3 separate regions of the Mus musculus genome follow, and regions 1 and 2 are each linked to region 3. The links are chromatin contacts, called in public Hi-C and HiChIP or PLAC-seq maps. All regions are on one chromosome and are shown on one strand. The core of a region is the stretch at or near the end of the contact, and the rest is flanking DNA. Distances in the headings are between cores, read along the strand shown.

Region 1 (3,563 bases), core at 1,060-3,559, 180 kb after region 3:
AGAGCTGACCACAGGCTCAAACTAACTACCAGTCCCTAAGCAGCTTCCTTACCACAGAGAACCTGGCAGGCGAGTCCCAAATGGCGGGAGGAGGACTTCTGCCTTGGCTCTCCCTGCTGACTCCCAGCAGGGGCTGCATTCCCAGCCATCCCAACTCTGGTTTTAATGTGAAGTGCCTTTCCGTTCTCTTTCTTTGTCCTTGAGACCAGCACTGAACTCACTGAGGAAAAAGAGCCTAAGGGTTTACACCTGTGACCCAAACTTTCCATTCTATGCGAGGTTCTTTTTTTTTTTTTTTCCTGAAGCAAAACAATTCAGAGGAAGTTTCCAAACCACTGCTTTTCCTTAGGCCAATGGTCACCAACAGAGATGGCAGACAGAGCTTTGTAGTTTCGAAATATGACCCAAATTATGATTTTCACTACCCAGATTTCACCTCCACTTCTTTCTAAGTCTCTCCTGAGGCCATCGTTCCTTGGGTACTCAGAGAGAGCTAACACCACCAACATTGAAGCCTCTTAAGAAAATGGCTGAAGGTCGCCTGAGAGGACCAGCGGATGTCATTTCCTCTTGTCCCCTATATCCTGTTCTGTCACAGCTTACACGTAATACATTAGAAGAAAATTCATAGGAACAACTGAGTCTTGGATAGCTGCTTAGCTGCTTCAAAACAAAACAGTCAGGGGCATGGGTGAAGCCTCAAGGATACAGCATCTTCTACTGAAGTCCAGAACCCACAAGGAAGACAGCAGACATGACATCCTGCCTATGATACAAGAGCAGAGACAGGAGATGTCCAGGGCAAACTGGCTGGCTGGATTAGCACTCTGGCTACAGTGAGAGCCCGTTCATCCGAAGAACCTGGAGAGAGACACCCACTGTTAACCTCTAACCTTCGAAAGCAAGCACACGTGCATGGGTACTCACATATGCAAACAGACACACATGTATGAGCGCATATCACACACACACACACACACATACACAGGAAAGGTGGGAACATCAAGAAAAGGTAACAAAAACGATACACACAATCTATTAAGACAGAACTGAACATCTTAAATGAAAAGGAATGATATTCTCACCTGTATGGCTGCTACAACAGTGATACCAATAGGTATGCTAACACACCTATTGGGTATGATAACACTTGTCGTGGGACCCCACCCCTAGAGAAACAATTACAGGCAACTAAGGAATGCTGGGAACAGAAGAGAGTCTTCCCCCCAGAAGAGATCCCCAATCGGTTATCCAACACCAAGTGGTCAGTCCTGAAATCATATACATATAAGTAACACTAATGGTCTCAGCTCAGTAAGTTGTATCTATATAGCACAAGCAGACACACACACATACACACACACACGTACTCCTCACAGTTGTGTGCCTAAGTGTAATGTGTGTGTGTATGTATATGTGTGTGTTATACATATACACACATACACATGCAAACACATACACACACGCACGCACACACACTATATATATGTATATATATATATATATATGGCAAAATCAATAAATAAAAATGGTAGCTAGGAATGCTCAGTGGCAGAGTGATCCCCTGGCATGTGGTAGGTCTGAGTTCAGTATTGCAAACAAAATGTGTGTGTGTGTGTATGTGTGTGTGTGTGTGTGTGTGTGTACACTCGGTGGAAGAGGGGAGAAGGGGAGAGAAGGAGAGAGAGGTATAGAGGAGCAATGGCATGGAGCATGGGAAAGGTTAGAGGGAGAAAGAGAAAGCGGCAACAATATAACTATATCTTAAAATTTTAAAAATTGAAGGAAAAAAAAAAAAAGCCAGGTAGTGGTGGCATAGGTTTTTAATCTCAGCACTCTGGAGGTAGAGGCAGGAGGATTTTTGATTTCGAGGTCAGCCTGGTCTACAGAGCAAGTTCCAGGACAGTCAGGGAAGTGCAGTCTCTGCAAATGAAAGCAAACCAGCCAACAAGCAAACAACAACAACAACAAAAGGAGAGGGGGAGGAATGAAGAGTTTATTATTTCTGGCCCGACAATGAATGCTGCATGCACTCTAAGCCTCGCTGTGGATCTAGAAACAATGGAAGGTCATAAATTGTGCTAAGCTGTAATCTGTGTCAAAGGTGCAGGTATTAAACGCTGAGTCAGTTCCATGCTTTGTAGAGAGATAATACTTTATCCTCCCCGCCTACATATTCTCAGCAGCCAGCTAGGTCGGGAGAGAGACAGCTCAACAAGAACTGGAGACTGGGCTGGGGGAGATAGAACTACTTTCTCTTTCAAATTCCATTTTCAGCGTCCACACCTCAACCAGCTTCCTGTCTGCCTGTTTGAATGACTCACTTGTACGGGAACAAGGCAGGTGTCACTGGGCCAAATTTGAGGAGATGGAATGTGTACCTCTCCCAGCTCTGTTGCATAAGGAGTATTCTTGTGCAATCATCTTACAGAAACTTAGGATTGCTTTCCTGTTTCCTGCCGTAGTCTCTGATGCTTGCTTGCTTTTCTGTCCTTGCACAAATCCCTTGCTCTCTGGAAGAGATCAGTTGGCTTACAAAGAGCCAAGGGTGTGCTAGCGTGGTGAGTTTGGTAAGCAACAGAGAGTCTTCTCTGTTAAGATTTGATGTCAGTGTTGTAGAAAATGTATGAAGAAAAGGATAGAAGAGGGGCTATCCTAGGCTAAGACACTGTCTCTTTAAGCTCACGGAGGGGAGTGTAATGTTCCGTAAGTATTTCTAGTCTGTGTTCTTTGGTGGAACTTTAGTCCCCCCTCAGAAGGAAAAGCAATCTTTGGGAGACCACTAAAAGGTTACAGAGTAATTTACATTTAAATAGGTAATTACTGAACAAAATCGAAATATAAATCTAAAGGAATGATTATAATGGTCAAATTTGAGAGAGTCCCACCAGTGGAGAGGGCTTTCTCGGCACCTACCAAACCTTGTCCCTAAAGCAGGATGTGGGAGGAGGATGCCCTATCCCTTTAGAACTATAGGCTCTACATAAACACAACGTTCATGAACAACGAATCACCACCATGATATGAGTCCCCTTGGGTCCTCTTTCCAGTGGCCTCAGCATGGTGCCGATAGGTCTCCGACACCTCTCTAACATTGACCGATAGAGACAGGAAGCACCAAAATCAGAGACCTGATGGGTTATTTTGGCAGGATTTTATTCATGGCAAAATAACATACTGAGAAGGCTTAAAAACCTTCATGAATAAGGCTGGAGAGAGGGCTCAGTGGTTAAGGGCTCTTCCAGAGCACCCAGGTTCTGTTTCATATATATATCACACATGGCAACTTACAAATATCTATAACTCCAGTTCCAGGGGACCCAAGGATTACAAGATGGCTCTGGGAGTAAATGTGTTTACTACCAAGGCTGACAGCCTGAACTTGATTCTTAGGACTCACATGGCGGAAGGAAGAAAAAAAAAAATCAGACTCCTCTATGTTTCCAGCTGACAGCATGTATGTGTGTGTGTGTAATAATAATAAAGGATTCTAGGTTTCTATGAAAGAAATACTAGGTAAACATTATTAGTATCTATTTGAAATAAGTCAGTTAGGTAAACTC
Region 2 (3,420 bases), core at 596-3,095, 250 kb after region 3:
AGACAGCCATTGGTTGCTGTAAATTATTAAAGCTAGTGAAAAATAACTCAGTATCCTAAATCATTCAGCAATGAAAGTCTGTAAGAACTTTACCAAAGTTTAATATACATTAAAAATATTCAACAGACTCTCATGTAGCCTAGGTTGGCTTCAAGGTCACAATGCAGTCAAGAGAGCCTTTAACTTCTGCTCTTCCTGCCTCTGCCTCCCCAGTGCAATGATCACAGGCATGCATGATCAATGTCACTGGTTTATATTTTAAAAGTATTAACTTGATAAGAATTCAAATGATAGATAAAAATAACAGTAAAAAGTGAGAAAATTATTGTAGATATCATAGGATTATAGGTTGTAGAAAAAATTATGCAATAAACCACAGCTCTTACATGTACATAGAAAAAAATATTGAAAGTTGAAGCAAGAAAGCACTAATAGCAATCATCTATGAGTCAGTATTTTACTTTAACACATTACAATGCTATAAATAGGGCTGGAGAGCTGGCTCTGCTGTTAAAGGCTAGGCTCACAACCAAATATAGACTGCTACACACAGGTTACAAGTGATGAATTTTAAGATCAGAAAATGTAATCGACATCTATATCTCTAAAAGTGGCAATGAAAGCACAATGCTCCGACAGTATTTATGAGTAATACAAAATAAGCTAGATTACAGTTACTATCAGTTCCTAGTATGGCACTGACATGAGATGTGGCTCATAGACAGAGGGTAGTGGGCTTTTTTGCCTGGCAGGCAAATTTCATGCTTGTGCACACACAAATGCCAGGATAAGGCAGACACACTTCAACATCAGGTCCAGTCAGTGAAGGGTACGAAGAAGGTAGAATCTATTTCCTTAGATGCTAAGGACACTGTACTTGATAAGAGGGTAGGGAAAGACATGAGTTATACTTTAGGACAGCTGGACAGTGGTAGCACACACCTTTTATCCCAGTACTTAGGAGGCAGAGGCAGGTGGAACTCTTGAGTTCAAAGACAGCCTCGTCTACAGAGTGAGTTCTAGTATAGCCAGGGCCACACAGAAAAACCCTGTCTCAAAGAACATTAATTTCTTTGCTATACAAGTATAGTAAGATTCTTAAATTATTGTTTACCTTTTAAGTACTTGGTAAAGAGTAAATAGCCATTTAACGGCTACAAGTTACTGAGCATTGCTTCTCAATAGAAGCAATGTGTTTAGAAAAAGTTAACATGGAAACTATTCAAGAAAAGTTAACTTTGGAGGAAAATACTGACATTTCGTTAAAATCTAATGATCTGCAACCCTGCTAGTTTCAATGGGTTCAGAGTTAATATGGGTCCTAGTTTGAGGAGGAAACATACATATGATAGCATGTTTTCCTTGTCTATTTTTTGAAATGCTTAGTATTAAGAGGCTGTTTACAAAAAAAATAAATAAAAAATAAAAAGTCGAAAGTCTCAGACTCAGGCTTTGTTTCTCTGATGCCATACTGAAAGGACATTGCCAGAGAGGGCATAAAGTCCTTTCTGGTCTAGCCCTATTTGCTCTGGTCCTGTGGGCACAGCTAGGATTCCCCAGGGACAGGAACAGTACAGCGAGTATCAAATTAGTACAAGATGGAGAAGAAAAGATAGATCCAAGGTCTGTCCTTTGCAGATACAGTGACATCAGACTCCCAGGCACAGCAACAAGAACGGTGGCTTCTGCAGAGGGTGCAGATATAACGCCCTGGGCTTATTAAATCTGCAGTGTCTATATGAACAGGGTGGGAAAGGCTGTGAAGAAGGCCATGCCTTCTCCACAGGCCAAGGTGACTCATGTGTGCCCTGGGGTGGGAAAACTATCTATCTACTTTAAGGTGACTCATGTGTGCCCCAGGGGTGGGAAAACTATCTATCTACCTTACTATCAGCCATCCTGACGCAGGCCTCTGGGCTGGCATCTTACAACACCAAGTACCAAGAAACCCTGGCAACTTTCACAATGCCTGGTTAGGAAAGTGTATCTAATCTCAGTTGTAGTATCAGTGTGATTATGGGAGGTATTTTTAATCGCCAGAGAGGAAGTAAAAAAGGCTTGTCTTACCTCAACCGGCAGCATACAGGCTTACTTGTTCTAAGCTAAAATATGTGGAAAGGCATGGGCTAAAATAAAAATGACAGCCTGGGGCCCTACTTAGGACCCACAGTCTATCAGCACAACCCAGTGACCCCAAGAAGAGGAAGCGGCCCAGTGTGGAAAGACCTACATGCTTCAGTCTCCACCTGGACAAGGCTGTGGGCCGGCTGCACGTCATTGATCTACATAGGATGGACATTCCCAGAGACCCTCCACTCTGGTGGGAGCTAAACTCTGTCAGCAGTCAAAGAAAGTAGGAAGGAAGAAAAGTTGAGGACTCCACTTTTTTCTTTCTTTTTTCTTTTTTTTTTAAAGGATTTTCAAAGCAACTCCTTCAAAGGCCTTTTTATATTTATTTTAAGGAGACATTTGAATTTAAGTGACACTGTCAATCATTTCTTTTTTCAAATATGACAATGCTTTTCTACCCCTACCTTTATCCTCACGACTTGATGGAAATGAGGGGGAAGTTATTTTCTTCACTCAGGGGGGGAATAAATCACAGAAAGAACAACTGGGTAAGGGCAAGCTATTTAAATGCTTTATTTTCTCCGTTCTTTTTAATTTGGCTGTTTTCTATTTACTTACTATTGTCATGGAGGTGCTATGATCAAATAAACTTTAAATAGAGAATATACAATTTTCCAAAGCCATCTCGACTTTAAAGAAAATCCCAGAGTAGCAGAAAGAATAACAAAGAGAAGAATATGCCTAACTTTAACCTCCTTTCCTCAGACTCCATTAAGCCAAGATGTAAATTACAATTCTACCTGCGATACCCTAAATATCAATCTTGGTGACACTATCCTGTGTCTATTTTAATATTTAATGTTTTAAAATGGGTCTAAGAATACCTAACATACGAGCATCCCACACATCCTACAGACTCTGAATTTTTTTTTAAATGTAAAATCAAAAAACGCAGAGCTATAAAAAACGCAGTATCCCCTTTACTCCCTTCTAGGGTAGTGATCTGGGGTCTCATCCAAGAGGCTGGGCTTCTGGGCAGTAAAGGTGTATGACAGAGAGAGAGGGTTGTCAGGTGGCCCCTGGAGAGAAGTCCATTATATCTGTGGGGGTCCTGACATCTGGGTAATCTAACCCTTGTTACTGAGTGAATCACCTGTGGTAGGAGGGAGGCGGCGTTGAATAGAGGCCTCTTACGAAAGCAATTAAGACCCTTTAGGAAACAGAGAAAATGGGCAATCAGGATCGCCCTCCCCAAGAGCACTTGCTGGGGCTCAATCAGTTCTGAGACAGCCAGCTCCCAGTCAGTGTGTGAGGTGTGTGGCGTTTGCTACTTAAAACACTCCAAAGAGA
Region 3 (3,895 bases), core at 915-3,414:
AGAAGAGCGGTCAGAGAGAGAGCCAGAGGCAGTGGATGGATGGATACAGGAAAAGCATATCCCGTAAATACAGCAAGGCACTTATGAAGTCACATCAGCTGTGGCAGCACGTTCAAGCATCTCTAAGTCAGTGCGAATGCCAGAATGGAGACAGGAGGTGGACGTGAGTCCCACGCTAGCTGGGGAGGTATTGCGAAGTGAGAGCTGCTGAAAAGGAACAGCAAGTCATGCTAAGTCAGTCAGGAGGAGGTCACACACCCAAAAATATATGGGCAGCACAAAATTGAACTTGATGGCTGGTGGAAGGGGGGGGGGTGGGGGTAAAAGAGAGAAAATACAAAGTTAGGTGGGCAGGGAACCAAGGGTAGATCTAAGAGAAGTGAGAGGAAGGAAGACTATGTGTGCAAAATTCTCCAAGAATGAATAGAAAGAAAAGAGTCAGAGTGCAATGAGGGTGAAAGTATTTCCCCAAAGCAGCCACTGTCTTCCAGCTGTGCTGTCTCTGAGACCAGATTTCTGCTGTTGCCAGGAAAGGAGATCATGACTATGAAAAGAACCAGAATAGCTTTAACTACGGACAGGCACAGCTTGACCACGATGAGGTGTAATCATTCCGTGACCTTGATTGTCCCTGGCACATTGGCTTCTAGTTCCAGTTCCTAGCCTAGTGCCAACTCAACAAGTACGTGTCCAATGAATCAGGGATGAATTGGCGTTGAGAAAGACACTTTACTTGGTTCTGCCACCACACGACAGAGCATTCAGTACCCGCAAGACACAAATGTAACCGGTGTCGGTATCAGTGTAACACAGGTTGGTATTGGTCAGCACGAGGCAACATTGCAGACACCGCTCAGAAAAACCGCATCTTGGGTTGACGGAATAGTACTCCCATGATTCCTTGGGAACAGGAGGTCTCTGGTGGGCGTGCTAAAACTGCTGCTCCCGCATGTCAATCAAACTGAGATTCCGTAAAACAATTCAGTCCTGTGCCTGGAGCTAATGAAGGGACAGGAGAAGCCGTTCCAGTTCCTTCCACCAGCCACGAACCCATCTCCTGCAAGTGTCAAGGACAACGCTTTCAACAAAGTCCCAACACACAGAAAGGGAGTAAAATGCTAATCTGTCAGAGTAAATACTTGTTCCTGGAAAAGGTCTGTATGTTTGGAAGAAGACTGCTTTCATTTCCCAGGGGTTTCCAGGACCCAAAGCTTTTGCATTGATCTCATTTGATCAGAACACTGTGCTATGGGCAGGGCAGAAGTTCCATCTGTGTTTTAAAGGTGAGTGAAGTGGGTCCTTGGGGTAGATAGCAGCCTGGGGGTCAACAGTGATGTCAAAGCAGTCTGACTCCTGACTCGGGCCCTTTCAACACCCCATCCTGATTCTTATCTCCAGATGGATGAAGATTCATTTGACCCGGGCTTACGGTCTTGGTGCTATCTCTCCTGCCTTCGCGATACCTGCCAAACTCTGTTATCTCAGAGACTTGCTATTTAAAAAATGGCCACCGAAAGCTAAACCTAAGGGGTTGGAAGGAAGGAAGAGACTGCTGAGAGATCAACTCTCTTTCTAGTGGCCCCAGTGAGGTTCATTTGCAGTTTCCGACGACGGTACCCACAGTGACTATCGTTTTCAAGCTACACTGATAAGCTAACTGTGAAACAAAGGAGCACACAGACTAATAAGAGTGTTTAGAGAAAATTAACATCTGGGCAATTTATTGCTAAATCTAAACTCCTCAAACTTTGCATCCAACACATTCTAATCGTAGCCTTAATTCCAATCTTTAAAAAAAAAAAAAAAAAAAAAAAAGCTTAACCTGTCTCTTCTCATAGCAAAACATTTACATAAACAACCCAGGAACTAATTTTGTTTCCTTGTTTTGTTTTTGTTTTTTTTTTTTTCCTTTATTCAGTTCCTAGGAAAAGGACTTGAATACTAGAAGAGGTGAACAGAAATGAATACCCAGCTTGCATCTCAATCATGCTGTTTATATGGATTAGTCATGTGCCAGCACCTCACATTCCTTACGTAGGTGTTCAATAATATTTGTTGAATGATTGACAGGAGCAATGAGCACACAGTGTCTTCGTCCCGGTGTGTGACTTCCAGCAGAGAAGTAGAGGGTCATGAAAACCATGGCCTTTAACAGAAAGGTTCTAGTGATCACTACTAAATCACCAGATGACTCAGGCCAGTAGGTCTGACTCACCCCACGGGGCTTCTCAACAATAGAGTTAAGAATGTAAAATCATCTCTTGAAGTTACTTCCAGGGCTAGCATTGCGTAGCTCTAGTTTGAAAAACTATCTGCCAAAGAAAAATATTACTCTCACCAGAAAATAAATATGATTGAAGAGCGGTCCCAGACAGAGGCTTAGATTTCAGCTTTAAATGTGTCTGGGGGGTTTAGAATCTTAACGATTATAATTGAAGACAATGAGGACTTCCTGGATCCTAACAGACACTGCTTTTAGCACATTATCACCTATTACAGCACCCTATAAAGGGACTGAGGTGGAGACACTGGAGGAGGCTCTAAGGAAAACTAAACTTCATATCTTATTCTCTCTCCCTCACCCACTACCTCACCGACTCCCCACCCCTGTTCTTTAACAAAGCAGATTTAGAAAAGGAAAAGGTATCTATAATGAACTATTTTGAAATTCCAGAACCTGGGGAAAGATGTCTATGAGTCTCTAAGCATACAAAAGAGAATAGCCTAGAAAAGCAAATGTGTGGAAGTGGGTCCCTGCACAGAATTCTGAATTTTTAGAGGAAGTGGCAACTCAAGCAAGAATTTCAAGCATGCATGCACACGCTTACAGACACACACACACGGAAAAGAGCTGAGATCCCAAGAAGTATGCTGCACCAAAGACCTCAGAGATGGTGAATGGATTCCCTCAGGTTCTGAGCAGAGTTGGCCACAGGAACAGGGTGCCAGGCAGAAACTCTAACCAATAGGAGCCCTGAAGAGGAAGAAGTACTAAAGCCCTGCAAAGGACTAACCTTTAACCAGCGTCCTCTGCCTGGGCCAACACACCTGGCAGTCCAGACTTGCTGGTACCACCGTATAGCACTTAAAAGAACCAGGCAACGGTGTGAGAGAGGAAGGACTCCATGGGCAGAGAGCCAGTAAGAGAACATAACAAGGGAATCATGTAACTCCAACTGTGATCTTCAAAGACTTCCTTTTTTCCCAATTCCTCCCACAGCAAGCCTTCCCATCTCTTTTTTTTTTTCTCTACAGAGGCACACAGAAATTTTTATCTAACATGTCCTAAAATACAAGCTAGATTGAAAAACAAAAAACAGAAAGAAAATAATAGACCCCACCTGAATATTCATATGTGAAGATAAGTTTTCAGAAAATTAAAATACGAAAATCTCAGTGTGGTGGTACACACTTAGGATTTCCAGCACTGGGTGTCAATCCAGTGAAGAAATGAAGGAATTAATAAACAAGACAAAGTGTAAGAAACAATATACCCATCTTTCCCATCACTCTCTTTGAAGTTACTGTCTCTTGTCTTGCCTGGCATCCTCAGTATACAGCACCTTTGTGTCTTTTCCTTCCTATTCATTATGTGGCGCCAAGGAGACCTTTCTGAGCGAAACCACACGCCACTGGCTCTTCTCAGATCCCTTCCTTGAACCTAGAACACAGTTCAGAGTCCTTACAGTGCCTTACAAAGTTTCGACTACTCAGCTCTCTCCCTCTGCAGACTCGCTTCCAGCCTACTTTTGTAGTTAGGCTCCGTGTGGTGGCTCTCAATCTGTGGGTCATGACCCCTTTAGGGTAGACTGACCCTCTCACAGGGGTGACCTAAGACCATCGGAAAACACAGATATTTGCATTGCAGTTCATAACAGTAGCACAATTATCTATG

Evidence for each region. A called contact is a pair of places that touch in the nucleus more often than the background predicts. HiChIP or PLAC-seq counts read pairs in DNA pulled down with a chosen protein or histone mark.
Region 1: a Hi-C map of pancreatic cancer cells shows a contact between it and region 3, with 2.3 times the contacts expected there. The contact joins two enhancer-like sites. A contact is called at or near these places in 1 of 15 datasets of contacts at CTCF or cohesin (the NIH/3T3 cell line), 3 of 484 Hi-C or Micro-C datasets (adipose-derived mesenchymal stem cells, nephron progenitors and pancreatic cancer cells) and 2 of 115 datasets of contacts at active chromatin or transcription factors (the NIH/3T3 cell line and pancreatic cancer cells).
Region 2: a contact with region 3 is called in a FOXA1 HiChIP or PLAC-seq map of pancreatic cancer cells. The contact joins two enhancer-like sites. A contact is called at or near these places in 1 of 484 Hi-C or Micro-C datasets (nephron progenitors) and 2 of 115 datasets of contacts at active chromatin or transcription factors (bone marrow-derived dendritic cells and pancreatic cancer cells).

What each region holds. Positions count from the first base shown.
Region 1 is chr17:62,685,307-62,688,869 of GRCm38.p6, forward strand. All of the region lies in intron 1 of Efna5 (ephrin A5), which reads right to left. Among named protein-coding and RNA genes, the nearest start is that of Gm52303, 91 kb to the right of the region's middle. Within about 2 kb of position 2,310, at least 90 of the 459 cell types and tissues checked have an H3K27ac peak or open chromatin away from gene starts, as enhancers often do. A contact at or near this core is called in the NIH/3T3 cell line and pancreatic cancer cells, where this site is marked.
Region 2 is chr17:62,755,331-62,758,750 of GRCm38.p6, forward strand. All of the region lies in intron 1 of Efna5 (ephrin A5), which reads right to left. Among named protein-coding and RNA genes, the nearest start is that of Gm52303, 21 kb to the right of the region's middle. Within about 2 kb of position 1,846, at least 15 of the 459 cell types and tissues checked have an H3K27ac peak or open chromatin away from gene starts, as enhancers often do. A contact at or near this core is called in pancreatic cancer cells, where this site is marked.
Region 3 is chr17:62,502,672-62,506,566 of GRCm38.p6, forward strand. No RefSeq gene overlaps it. Among named protein-coding and RNA genes, the nearest start is that of Gm25800, 47 kb to the left of the region's middle. Within about 2 kb of position 2,165, at least 32 of the 459 cell types and tissues checked have an H3K27ac peak or open chromatin away from gene starts, as enhancers often do. A contact at or near this core is called in the NIH/3T3 cell line and pancreatic cancer cells, where this site is marked.